2 separate regions of the Zea mays genome follow, and region 2 is linked to region 1. Evidence: chromatin contacts called from public Hi-C data. All regions are on one chromosome and are shown on one strand. The core of a region is the stretch at or near the end of the contact, and the rest is flanking DNA. Distances in the headings are between cores, read along the strand shown.

Region 1 (2,528 bases), core at 14-2,513:
TCCCTCTCGATCCACCCGTAATCGAACAAGCACGTAGTGTGTCGAGCCAACCTCAAGAACTTGTGTTCTTTGATGTTTGGGATCCTACACTATAGTATGCTAGTATATACAAGTACTATATTAGTTTTGTGGTTGCTTAAAACAAATTTACCGTGGTTTCATTTATTAAATTATACATTTAAGGTCTTTTAGTAATTTCAGGAGTTCTAAACCCATGTTGAACGTCTGTTTGACCAAAAAAAATCCTTGCTATCTAAAGTGGTTGGGAAGGTGAATATGAGAAGCTCAATCCCTTATTCGCAAAATTAGCCATCTCATGTCATATATATATTGGCGCTCATTAGCAAAATGGGTCGTCATAGAAAAACATAGCAATGTCGTAGAAGTAAGTTTGTTTGTCTTAGGCTAGTTTGAGAACCATATTTTTCTAAAAAATAAACTAATTTCTAAAAAATAAACTAATTTCTCTTGAAAGATGGAAATCTTTTAAAAAATAGAGTTACTAAACTAGCCTTTAGTTTGTGCTTCTATATTTTTGAGACGAAGCTTTTTATATAGCTACTTACCGTATAAATCACACACCGAGCGAAGTCTTGTAGACTTGTAGTACGTTATACCTCTTGAGAAAATTGTCATAGGTGGTCATAATGTACGACCTGCTAAAAACAGCTACTAAAAATACACAACCTACTACATTATTATATGCTACTAGCTATGTTATGTTGATTTTTTAAAAACTTTGACCAATAGTCTTATTTAACAAAAAATATAAAATATTATTTATTTTGTTATAATTTGTTTTATCACTTAAGTTAGTTTAAACGTGATTTGAAATTTTAGATTTTCACATAAATATTTTGAATAAATGAGTGGCTAATTTTTTTAAAAAAGTCAACAACGTTATATATTTAAAAATGGAGTAAGTACTTTATTTGTACATGCATATATGCAAGCTATAGATTTGGACGGATCCTAAAAGTAAAAGCCTAGTCTATCTTCAGCGGACCCTATAAATAAAGTACAAATTAGTATTTTTTATTATAGATTGTATTATTTGTAGATTGAATTTTGAAATAGCAAATGAGATAGTAAATACAATAGTTCAGCTGGAGACACGTAGTGGGGACCAGTTCGGACGTGCCCCACACGACGCCACGTCACCACCCCACGTCGTGTCGAAGGGCAGCGCCGCGGCGGGCGCTCCTCGAACCTCTCTATAAACCGCCCACTGGACACGGCCACTCCATTTTAGACTCTACTCCCCGCTTACGATTCAAGTCAGCGGTTTAGGGTTCGAGATCTCGGCATTGCGCCGCGGAAGCCATGGCGGTGAGCATTGGGTTTCCCCTTTCCTTGCTTTCCTATTGACCAGTCATCGCTTTCGCGAGCTTGTGTGCCGTGCCATTTCCGATTCGGGGGCACCTGCTTGGCTGCTTGCTGTTTCTTTTTATTTCGTTTTCGGAGCTTGAGAACTTGGGGCAGGTTTTCGACTTGTGGATTTGCTCCGGTGCTGGCCGCGTCTCCCCAGCCTGTCCTAGTATCAAAGAAACGAGGGAACTATTTGCAAGAAGCGAAAGGGGGGCACTAGAACGTCTGAGGAACTGGGAAACTAACACTTGGGAGGTTGGGATGGTTGGTCGTTATAGTCAAATCTCGTTCATTTCAGTAGACATTTTTACCTTGTCAAGTCCTGGAAATGAGGCATTTTTTTGGAGCCATGAGTATCTGTTGATGATTTGAAGTGCTCGGTCATATCACTGTTTTTAGTGCTTGTTGTCTCTTCCTTGTAGTGTTTAGTTAAAATATCTTGGGCCTTTTCTCTGTTTGTCTACTTGCTTGTGCTCAGTGATTTAGAGGGTGTGTTTTGACTACCGTACCGTTTCATTACTCTTTTTTTTGTCGGTGCACTTTAAGAGGTGTCAAGAAAGCAAGGAAAAATAAGCAAACTCTGCTGAATGTCAAGCTTACCTCTGTATACATAAAATGGGTATAGCCTTTACTGAAAGTTGCCTCAAGTCTGCCTATTACGTTGATATGCAATACAACAGCAGTATTTAATTCGTGGGGGATGTAATGTGCTACTGATATGCTGTTGTCTAGCAAGTGCAGTAGGTGAAGTTTAATGAATGCTGCAAAAAAGAATAATCAATGTTACATATTTGTCTCCCCACCCCCCGCAACCCCCACATACGAGAAACATGTATGAATACGAGAACATGAAAACCTTTTAGTGAAGTGAATTTCTTATTTTAGCAATGGAAATAAAGACCTATATTAGCACTCAAATCAGAAGAGGGGCATGGTTAATAATGTGCATGGATGTACCTGACTATTTTTAGTGAACTCATGTCAAAGCTGCCAAGAATATCTTTTGGTTGTACCCTGCCTAAAATTAGCTAAAAACATTGGAACAAAGGCCTCGATTATACCTAAGTAATTTCTCATGAATTCGTGAGAAAAAGGCCAGGAATGTGCTATGCATCAATTGTAGTTAACCTGAATGAAATAATTTGCTATGAAGCGTTTTC
Region 2 (2,528 bases), core at 22-2,521, 140 kb before region 1:
CCTACCCTAAAGTAGACAAAGCTGTCACTGAACTAAAGTTTCGCTCATGCTCGCACTGGATGCCTACGAGAATTACCTGAAAACGATTTCCATCAAGCAAACAATGTTGATCTTTTCTAGTGCATTCCTCTAATTTTGTACCAGTGCAAGCTGTGCACTCAAAGCGGTGTTATGAACTTTGTAGATTTCTTGATACAAGGATAGATTCCTCATGTTGAGTTGATCTCAAGTCCAGTCAAATAATCAAGCCCGATTCTATCCCTTACGTTTCGATCCACAACACAACAATACTCCTCCATTTCAAAATATTAGTCGTTTTAGATGTTAATTTTATGTCTATATTCAAATAAACGACAATATTATATATATATATATATATATATATATATATAACATACATTGAAATTGAGCTTCTTATGTTGGAACCGAACCGCTGACATACTATCACCCGCACACACGATGTGCCCCACCTAGGTCGTCAGGCCATGACACATGCGCCCGCATGCATAGCAACAATTTTAGGTCTGTTGGGTCAACACTCTCTCCACCCACAAAAAAGCTAGCCCATTAAGGATTTCTATCTTGAACCATATAAATCATGATTGTCCATCCACAGCTCACAATGTAAGATTATTCCCTGAAAGCAGACCGCTGACACATGGCGTTTCCGTCAGGCCGCCCGCACACACGGCGCGCCCACCTAGGCCGTTGGCCCGCGACACATGCGTCCGCACGCATAGCAACGGGTTTTAGGTCTGTTGGACAACACTCCCCCAAAAAGTTAGTCCATTAGAGGTTCCTACCCTCAACCATATAATCTATGCTTGCCGACAACTCACAATGTGGGACTATTCCCAACATCTTAAATATTGTATGAATCTATAAAAATACTAAAACGACTGATATTTTGGTATAGATGGAGTATTAATTAGAGCATGTACAACTCTAAGCCTGTGGTTCAGTTTTCTAAATAAAACCTAACTAGAAAATATATGATATAACTCTGAGACACTAAATCATAAATACAGATAAAAAGTAGAAAGTCGTGAAGAGACGTAGACCCATATTAAATGGATAAAAAGAATAAGACAGGCAACCAACATATTCGCTGCAACCGAACAACGATGGATCGATTTCCTCGGTCGCGATCCGGGTCGCAGCTCGCCACCAAGCAATGTATGCGAGGAGGCCCAACACTGCCTGTAAGGCCCACAAGAGACTATAGAGAAGTTGGAATGGATCACTTGTAGCACCAGAAAGACACGGCCGAGTCGTCTTTCCCGACGCAAAAGTCGACGACGCGTGCGCCTTGCTCGCTCGCTCGCCGTCTGCCGTCGTTCTAGGTTTAGAGCCAGGTCACCAGCGCTAGGAGGGCGCGAAGTCGAGTAGACGGCCGGGCCTCTCCCGTTCTCCACGGACGGCTAGCGCTACTGGAGGCGACGCCTGGACGGCGACCCCGCACACTCACAGCCACACCCTCCACCTGTGTGACTATTCAAGGGCTTAGGCCGAGCCGCCCGGCCAATCGCCGTCCGCCGGACCGCTGAGGTGAGCTGTTACCATGGACACCATTAACCTATTTAGATGCAGGAACAGATGGTTATGTAGCTTCTAGCGTCTTCTGAATTTCCTTGGAGTAGCATGTCATGATTCATGAATCGAGATTTTCTTGGTCTACGGAGTAGAGCTAGTAGGAGTAGCTTCTATCTCAGCTAGGCCCCTTTCTCCGTGACACCACTTAGGGTACTCTGTTTTGGGATTTGGGGTCAATTGAGTTGTTCGAATGGGGATAATCAGAAGTGGATGTGATTAATGTTCGACTAGGATTAGCATTTTACGGTATAACTTGGTCGTGCAATTTAAGCAAAATACTGTTGCTAACACATTTTCATTTGTGACTTGCAGGAATTTTTCTTTCTCGTCAAAAGTTACTGCATTCATTTTACAGTAATGGCTATGGGGTTGATTAATGCTAATCCTATAATCCATGAGAAAAAAGAGAGGCGTGCCAGACAGGCACCAGAGACCACAGATGAAAATGCAGCAGAGCCCATAGATCAGCTGGAAATATTTGATATCCTTCTTAATGATTTCTTCAAATGTAGTGAAGATTGCTGTTCTATTTATCTGAGTTCTCTATCCTAGCCATTTAATTGTGGTCCTTATTGTTCTTACATCACATTAGAGATATAAAGGATCCAGAGCACCCGTACTCACTGGAACAGCTGAATGTGGTGACTGAAGATTCAATTGAACTCAATGATGAAAGTAATTATGTCAGGTAAGCTCTCATATTTCTAGATTCCTTGTTTTTTCGTATGTGCAATTCAAGAATGTTAATGAAACTCCTTATTTAGATTCATATTTGCTTTGCATCAGGGTTACATTCACCCCAACAGTGGAGCACTGCAGTATGGCAACTATTATTGGCCTTTGCATACGCGTGAAACTTGTACGGAGTCTCCCTCCTCGTTACAAGGTTTGTTGTCATTGTGGAGCTTGAAACATTTTTCCAGAGGGGTTTGATA

What was found. A called contact is a pair of places that touch in the nucleus more often than the background predicts.
Region 2: a contact with region 1 is called in a Hi-C map of leaf, with 6 times the contacts expected there. The contact joins the promoter of LOC100272296 here to the promoter of LOC100382832 in region 1. A contact is called at or near these places in 3 of 25 Hi-C or Micro-C datasets (ear, leaf and tassel).

What each region holds. Positions count from the first base shown.
Region 1 is chr10:142,354,203-142,356,730 of Zm-B73-REFERENCE-NAM-5.0, reverse strand. LOC100382832 reads left to right here and starts at 1,263. Exons shown (of 4, transcript NM_001175530.1): 1 at 1,263-1,329.
Region 2 is chr10:142,493,008-142,495,535 of Zm-B73-REFERENCE-NAM-5.0, reverse strand. It overlaps LOC100272296, which reads left to right and starts at 1,271. Exons shown (of 6, transcript NM_001310031.1): 1 at 1,271-1,548; 2 at 1,906-2,074; 3 at 2,176-2,281; 4 at 2,380-2,479. The coding sequence starts at 1,951.